Regions from separate parts of the Rattus norvegicus genome. Here region 2 is linked to region 1. A link is a contact called in public Hi-C data. All regions are on one chromosome and are shown on one strand. Each heading gives the region's core, a stretch centred on a gene start, on an enhancer-like site or on the middle of the called end of the contact. The rest is flanking DNA. Distances are from core to core; before and after follow the strand shown.

The links. A called contact is a pair of places that touch in the nucleus more often than the background predicts.
Region 2: a contact with region 1 is called in a Hi-C map of liver, with 5 times the contacts expected there. The contact joins two enhancer-like sites. A contact is called at or near these places in 5 of 12 Hi-C or Micro-C datasets (the Rat2 cell line, kidney, liver and 2 more).

Annotation. Positions count from the first base shown.
Region 1 is chr10:87,254,141-87,258,430 of GRCr8, reverse strand. No RefSeq gene overlaps it. Among named protein-coding and RNA genes, the nearest start is that of Etv4, 34 kb to the right of the region's middle. Within about 2 kb of position 2,055, at least 7 of the 93 cell types and tissues checked have an H3K27ac peak or open chromatin away from gene starts, as enhancers often do. A contact at or near this core is called in liver, where this site is marked.
Region 2 is chr10:87,293,001-87,297,290 of GRCr8, reverse strand. It overlaps LOC102546446 (a long non-coding RNA gene), which reads left to right. Exons shown (of 3, transcript XR_010055459.1): 3 at 2,295-2,584. Among named protein-coding and RNA genes, the nearest start is that of Meox1, 43 kb to the left of the region's middle. Within about 2 kb of position 2,185, at least 4 of the 93 cell types and tissues checked have an H3K27ac peak or open chromatin away from gene starts, as enhancers often do. A contact at or near this core is called in liver, where this site is marked.

The sequences.
Region 1 (4,290 bases), core at 806-3,305:
GTGGGTTGGGGGTGGAGATGGGGGTCCTCAGTAGGATAATCGGAAGACATCGAGGGTCAGCAAGCTTTGCTGAGAGCAATTCAAACCATATGACTTAGCTCTGAGTACAAGGGACAAGAAGCGTCAGAGGAACCATTTTCCCATCTCTCTCAGGCTTCGGAATGCAAACGCGCCCTGAGGACCTACCAGGTGACAAGGACACAGCACAGAGCAGAGGGAAGTGTCAAGCCTCCAGGGCAAAGATGTCTCAGAGCGGTCAGGAAGGCCAGTGCCACGGAGCCCAGGTCTGGTTTCCAGAACTGCCTTCTTTAGTTAACTTTGTCGCTGGACATCCTAAATTAAGCCCCTCCAAGATCTGAACCAAGACTCCGAGGGTGGGCAGCAGCTCGAGGGCACGGGGACTCCCCTGCGGCCCCTCCCTGACTGTGCAGCGAGTAGGATCCAGACAGCTTTTCTGCGGTTTCATTTTGAACCTCAAAGAGGAGCAGGTGGCCACTTGGCTCCGGGACTCCCCGCGCTCCCTCCACCACTAGGGGGCGCGCTCATCTCTCGCCTTCCAGGCTCCCTCTTGCATTCTCTGATTCTTCACCCCTCTCCTCTCCTCCCTCCTGCCTGCTCCGCATCCCGTTTTCTCTCTCCCGCTCCCTGCCCCCCTTCTTCCTGTCTCGTATTTTCCTGCCCAGGAATCAGACCCCAGACAGTACCTAGGAAGTCTGCGGCCTTGCCTAATAGAACCGTAATAGTCCTCGGGGAGGCGTGATAATGACATCCTCCTTAAATAAAAGGACTTAATGGAGATTTCCCAAATTTGAAAACCACATTTCCACTAGCAACCTACTCAGTGAGTGCTCTGGAAAGGAACTCATGGGGAGCTGCAGTGGGGGAGCGGGGGCAAGGAGGTTCTGCGTCTGCGCAGAGCATGCTGTTCCTGAACCACTCTCCCATGTAGGACAAAGGACCCTTCAGAGGTTACAAACCACGGAGGTGGGTCACCTCCGTCTTCTCCCACCCAACACGACCAGCTCCCAAAGAGCAAAAAGCTCAGATTCAGCAAATACTGTGTGACCCAAGGTGAGCTGCTTCCCTCCCTAGGCCCCAGAGGTCTCAGCTGAACTGGGTATAGTCACGTGTACCAATATGACCCAGTGAAGGTGAACGGTTAGGGCGCCAAAGAGCCTTCTTTTTTAAATTATATTTTAATTTATTCTGCATATGGAGGGCGCATATGAAGTTGAGGAGGCCACAGAACATCTTGCCGGAGCTAATTCTCTCCTTCCATGATGTGGGTGCCTAGGATCAAACTTGGGTGTCAGGCTTAGCCGGAAGCACCTTTAATGGCTAAGCCAGCTCACAGTCCCAAGAAACAGAGGTTCTTGTCATCCATCCTACAAAAGAACAACACACCCAACAGACCCTTGTCTGAAAACGCCAACCCGAAGTAGTAGCTCACATGCTACACGAGCACTACGAAGCCTGAGGCAGGAGGATTGCTATGAACTGAGGCTACCTGGTCTACACAGTGACTTCCAGGACAGTCTAAGATATATAGTGAAACCCTGTCTCATAAAAAGTATAAAAAGAAAGGGCTGGGGACATAGTTCCGTTGGTAAAGTGCTTGGTAGCCTGAAAGAAACCCTAGTTTTGAGTACAAAGTCGGGCATAGTGGTGCTTGCCTGGAATTCTCAAATTTGGAGGTGGAGGCAGGAGGGTGCATGAGACACTGGGGACAGAGAGACAGAGAGACAGAGCTGATATGGGAGCTGCTCCTTGAGTCCCTGAGGTTGGGGATGGTACGGTTTCTCATAACCTGTGACGCTAGCTGACGAACAAGCCATAACTGAGGTACAGGCTTTACAGTTCGGCTTCTGTGTACTCCGGGGCAGCTTTCCCCAGGTAATGGGGTTTATGAGCCTTTGGGGGACCCCACGTGCTTCTCTGAAAACTGAGATACTAAGATTGGACCTGGAGTTCTCAAGTTCCTGTTATCTATCCGGCCCTGTCCTGCCCTGCCGGAGCCTGCCCTGCCCTGCTCCCAACTAGAAGATCGGCGCCCCAACTGCCGCCATGCTGGCATGCTGTGATCTTGGGCAGAGTTCTTCCCCCGTCTCTCGCCCTCTATCCCCTGAGGTGAAGGCACGTGGGGTTAGGTGGTCTGTTAAGGTATCTACATTCTAAATAAAAGTTTAAACTGGAATAAAACTCTTCCTCTTCGTGCCTGGCAGCCCCTAAAGAAGCTGTGTGCTTGCCAACACTGCCACCTGGTGGCAGCAACACTCCACTACAGTGGCGACTTCTGGGTCGAGTGGGCGTTCACTTCTCTACCAGCGAAGTGACTCTAGGTTTTTATTGTTGTTAATAACGTTATTAAATTTTTATCTTATCTTAATTATATATGTTTGTGTGTGGGTATGTGCACATGCATGTGCCTGTAGAGGCTGGAGGCATCAGATGCCCTGGAGCTGGAGACGGGAAGGAGAGAGATGGCCTAGGAACTGTATCCAGATCCTGTATGCAGAACCTAGAAACGTCTCTGAAAGAGCAGCCGTCTCTCCAGCCCTAAGTTTTTGCTTTATTTTGTTTTTGTTTTAAATCACTCTCTGGCTGGTGTTGTGGCTCTGTGGAAGAGTGGTGGCCTTGGTATGTTTGAGACCTTCCGTCCCGGATCATTGCACCCCCAGCACCACCACCACCCAAAGAAAGTGCTAACTATTTACAGCACCTTGCGTCTATTTTTGCAAATAGAATACTGTCTTTGGGGCTGGTGAGATGACTCAGTGGGTAAAGTCACTTACAGCCAAGCAGGACAACCTGGGTTCTGGCTGAGAAACCTACATAGTAAGAGAGAGCTGACAAGTTGTCCTCTGACCTCCACATGATTGCTAGGACTCGTGCATCCAAACCCACACCCACTTTCATACACGTACACAAATAAACAAACAGGCAAACGTGATTCTAAAACCCCTATCCCTTTTGTGATACGCATGTGCCCATGTGTGTGGAGGCCAGAGGTCAACTTCCAGTGTCTTTCCTCGAGAGCTGTCCACCCTGGGTGTTTTTGTTTGTTTGATTGATTGGTTTGGTTTGGTTTTTTGTTTTGTTTTGTTTTTTGACAGGGTCTCTCACTGAACTTGGAGGTCACTGACTGGGCTAGGAGGGCTGGCTAGTGACCCCCAAGTGACCCTTTCCCCCCTCCCTGGTGCTGGGGTTACAGGTGCAAAGAGTCCGCTGCAGCCAGTGTTTTGACACAGGTGCTGGGGCTCAAACTGAGGCCCCCATGTTTGTGTGGCAAGCACTGTACCAACTGTCCACCTCCCCACCTCCGAGACTTTATCTCCTTCCAAGTGCCCACTGCTACACTTGCTCTACTGCCCATGCCGCGCTGAGTGTGACCCTAAAGCAACTCTGTGAAAAAGACGATACCGACCTTCATTTTACAAAAGGAAACGAACGTCCATGAAAGGGAAGTGACTTGCCCAGATGCTCATAGCTACAGGGATGAGATTGCTGTGAAACTGAAAAATCTTCCTGACACTGCTCAGCTAGGAATGAGCAGTTCACTTTTCTCAGCTGCAGAGGACTCCTGTCCACATGCCTTTGGAGTTGAGCGAGGTCACCGAGCTGAAAGTGACAAGAAGGGGTTGGGGATTTAGCTCAGTGGTAGAGCAGCAAGCTCAAGGCCCTGGGTTCGGTCCTCAGCTCCGAAAAATAGGAAAGAAAAAAAGAAAAGAAAAGAAAAAGAAGAAGAGGAAATGCTTGGAGTCTTCCCTGAAAACTGAAATGCTAAGATTGAACCTGGGGTTCTCGAGAGCCTATCGTCCTAGGGCACATTGGACACTTTCCAGATGTTCTCTGGGACGCCAAAGAAACTTCTAGATTCTTCAAAAGGCATTCAACTGTGAGTCCCAAGAACCAAACGCTCAACTCACATGTCTGCGTGTCCACTCACTCTGCTAATATGAATGGGAAGCCCCTCCCCCCATCCATCGCCTCTCTGACTTGAGCTGGCCAGTGAAGACAGTGACCATCTATCCCTGTGTTCTCAGGAAATAGTTCCTTTCCTGACAAAGAGACAAGTTGAACTCAGCTCTAAAATTAGCGTTTTGGGGTTGTTTCTGGCTTACCTCTGTGAATTAGAACATCCCCACTCACTAACAGTGACTGCTCCCCTGGTGGTAACCGGCGGTAGCCCACAAATAATGAAAGTGTCACCCCTAGAGAAGGAAGATTTGCACGGAGGGCCTTCCCTTAATTTGGTGATATTTCCTGTGATTGTCACATCCCTGAACTCTA
Region 2 (4,290 bases), core at 936-3,435, 39 kb before region 1:
CTCACCTGTGTCCGCTTCGGCTAAACGTCCCTTCAAGTGTTTGCCCCCGCTAAACACCATCCAACGAACCCTTAAGTTCCCACTTCAGGTGTCAGAACCTACCTCTTCGGGACGCCAATGAGGACGGAAGACCAGGAGCTCTCCAGGACTTCCAAGGACCCCAGCACTGTCTTTTAGTTCATCCTATCAGTTCTGTTCCCTTAGGGAGACACTAATGCATGGGGCAAGGCTATGAACTCTCAAGGCCTGCTCCAAAGATATACTTCTTCTAACAAGGGCACACCTCTTCCCAAGACAGTGCCACCAGCTGGGGACCAAGTGCTCAATACCCAAGCCTATTGGGAATATTTCTCATTCAAACCTCCACGCCATGTAAGCCTGAGTTCAATCCCTGAAACTCACATAAAAAAAAAAAAAAGTGGGGTGTGGTGGCATTCATCTTAGTCTTCTGTTACCTGAATGGGAGGTAGTGGGAGGAGGTAGTGGTCTGGGAGCTTTCTGACCGGCTAGCCTAGAGTACTCTGCACAGTGGCAAAAACAAGAGAGACCTTACCCAATGAAGTGGAAGGCAAGAACGGCCCCTGAAAGGTATCCTCTGACATCTACATGCACACTGTAGCATACTTAAACACCACCTCAACACACACACACACACACACACACACACACACACACACACACACAAATGAATAAATATAAATGTTTAAATAAAAAATAAGGGGCTGGGGACTTAGCTCAGTGGTAGAGCACTTGCCTAGGAAGCGCAAGGCCCTGGGTTCGGTCCCCAGCTCCGGAAAAAAGAACCAAAAATAAATAAATAAATAAATAAATAAACAAACAAACAAACAAATAAATAAATAAATAAATTCTAGTTGACTATGGATAGTTTTTGTCAGATGGTGTCTACCCATGAGCCTCACTGTTGTCCTCTGGTCATCTCTAGTGTTCTCTTGCTGTCGACGATCAGAGTTTACCTGACAAACTCAGCAGCAGACATGGCTGACTACCTGCTGCTCAATACAGCCCTAAGCACATAGAAAGATGATACCATTGGAAGCTCAAATCCTGTGGTGTGTGTGTGTTGTATGTGTGCATGTGTGTGTTGTTTGCCTGTATGTGTGTGTTATGTGTGTGCGTTGTTTGTCTGCATGTGTGTGTTATATGTGTGCATGTGTGTGCTGTGTGTGTGAATGAGTGTATATGTGTGCATTGTGTGTTGTATGTGTGCATGTGCGTGTTGCATGTGTGCACTGCATGTGTACATGTGCGCAGTGTAGATGTGCATATGTTGTATGTGTACCATGTGTGCGGTATGTGGGCACATATGCATTGTTCTATGTGTACGAATGTGTGTTGTAATCTGTGCATGTGTGTGCTATATGTGTGCATGTGTGTTATATATGTATTCATTGTGTATGTTGTAATTTGTGCATGTGTGTTGTATGTGTGCATGTGTGTGTTGTGTGTGTGCATGTGTGTGTACATGGAGGCCAGAGATTGACATTGGGTATCTTCCATCATTCTGCACTTTTTACTTCATTCTGCACTTTTTACTTTTTTTTTTTTTTTTTTTTTTGGTTCTTTTTTTCAGAGCTGGGGACGGAACCCAGGGCCTTGCGCTTCCTAGGTAAGCGCTCTACCACTGAGCTAAATCCCCAGCCCCCACTTTTTACTTTTTTAAAAACAGCATCTCTCTTCACCTGTAGCTCGTTGACTCACCCAAACTGCCTGGCCAATGACCTTCCTGGCTCCATTCTCTGCTCCCATCCCAGGTGATTATAGATGCTGCCCTCATACCCAGTTCTTAAGATGGGCCTGGAGATCTGAGCTCAGTCCTCCTGTTTGCCCTGCAGGCATTTTATCCACTAAACTATTCCCTCAGCCTCCAAATTCTTCCTCAAGGGAAGTGTTGCTCCCTATTCAGCTACTAAGAAACCTGGGGTTCAGGAGGGCTAAAGAATTTGACTCACAGCACACAGCAGGACACAGGAAGTCTAGGCTAAGCCCATCCTCCACCTGGAACCTCTCTTCCTCCCCCTCCTCCCAACCCCACCTCTACCCTACCCCTGCAGTAGTGACCAGGCAGCCCCACTGACAGAACCTCCAGGTCTACCTGAGCAGCTCACAGCCCACTCTGGTGCTCCCCACACTCCTGGCCTTTGAGCCCATGGCACTGTTTCAACATGTTTAGACTTTGTGATGGGAACAAGGTCCCTCTGGGTTTAGATTTGCAGAGATCCATGGCAGGAGACAAAGACAAACAACTCAATCAGGAATGGTCATTTCTCTTCCAGGACATGGATGTACCTGCCCCCTGGCGCCCTTGAGATCCTGCTGTGACATCCACAGGACTGGGATGGCCGTCCCCATTTCGGAGATAAGAACCCAGCTATGCATGGAGGGATAGAATACGCCTGGAAGCCATTGCGGTAGCCAAGGAGGAAAATCTCAAGGCTCGAAGCTAAATTCACCACCCTCTACAGGCCCTGCTTTTTGGGCACATTTCACCAACTTCCTCCAAGGGATCCCCAGACCCCACTTTGCCACTTGAGCCATCGCTATGAAGGTTGGGACCAGCTGCCGACCATTTGTCCAAGGCTTCTGTTTGCTTGACTCTTGGCAGGGGTCTGCAGTGCTACATTAAGTGTTCTTTTCTGGCTTATTTGTGGGCATTGGAAGCCTCCAAATTGCCATGAACAGAGGCACCTGGCTCTCCGGGGAGACTTTCTGAGTCCATCTCTCCACCTTGTTTATTTGTGAAGTGGGAACGCAGACACAACGGGTGTATGTTTTACATTAAGCGGAGTAGGGGCTTGTGGCATTTCTGTCTGCACTTGAGACATGTTTATACTGCTGGGTCCATTATGAATCTGGTTAATATCCTTCGAATTCTCCGAGTCCTTCCGTCCCTCCAGCCAGGAAGTGGGTAATGTTCGCACAGAGAAGAAATTTCCAGGCACTTAGACCTTTAAGCAAATGAGGACTTTTTTTTTTAAAGGGATTGGGGGTGGGCTTGTTGGAGGGAAAAAAAAGAAAGGGAGAGAGAAGGAAGGGGGAAGGGAAGGAGAGAAAAAGAGGGGGGGATTAAACTCTTCCTGCTCCCCTAATCCTTTCCTCACGGATGTTTCTCTGGGTTCTAGAGAAAGAGAAGCACCAGTGAGCAGAGAATGGGGTCCTGGCCACAGCATCCCCTTCCCTGGAGAGGTAGGGATGGGGATTTGAAGGTGAGCACCCCTCCCTCAGGGACAGGAAAGATGAGATCTGCAGTCAGGAGTTCGAGGTCCTCTGAGGGCTGCCTTTGTTGGCTGCTTTGGCCCAGGGAACAGACTTCCCACAACTGTTCCTGCTCGTTGGCAGCTCCCTGCTTGTTGGCAGAACACACGGTATTATTTTAAGAAGAAAAACGAGATTGCTGTTATTGCTATATTCCTCCTGTAGGAATGGTAGCTTGGCCCAGCCTGGACTGAGCAGAGAGGCGGCGGTCAGCGCCAAAGACGGGTGAGCTCATCGCTCGAGGGGATGTAGGTGTTTCCAGCAGGCATAGTGTGGAAGAAAGGTTTCATGCTTGGGCTCCCAAGTCCTTAGTCAGAGCAGAACCTTTATCCGCTTTATCACCTCCTCCCCAGCCATCTGAGCCCATCCCCATTTGATCCTTCTGTCTTCTTGTGTCTCTGACCAAATGCTCACCACTGGCCATGTTATCTCACAGCTACATTAGAAAGAAAATGAGGGAAATACTTGGCACTCAGTAGGTGCTCATTTAACATTTCCTTCCTCTCTCCCTTCTTGCAGAAGCAAAGGGTACTATGTAATTAAGGAACTGTGAGCAGGCCATGGAGGTGCACACCTGTGATCTCGGCATCTGCCTGGCCCCCGGGGGCTATGTAACCCAAGAAAACGCTGGGTGTGTGGTATGAAGTCATGGTCTCCGCACTAGGGAGGTGGAGATGGATGGATCCCTGGAGATCACTGGCCAACTATCCTACTCAAATCAACGAACCCGGGCCAGTGAGAGACTCAGCCTCAAAACAAAAGATAAAGGCCAGTGAAATGGCTTGGTGAGTAAAGGCACTGCCAAACTGTGTTTGAGTCCTCGCATCTACATGCCAGAAGAGGAGAATCATCTCCCACTAGTTATCCTTGACCTCCGCGTGTGCAGCATGGTGCCTGTGTGTGCCTGCATGCACATACACACACACACACAGATATACACAGACACACACAAACACACAGAGACACACACAGAGAGACACATATACTAACACAGAGAGAGAGAGAGAGAGAGAGAGA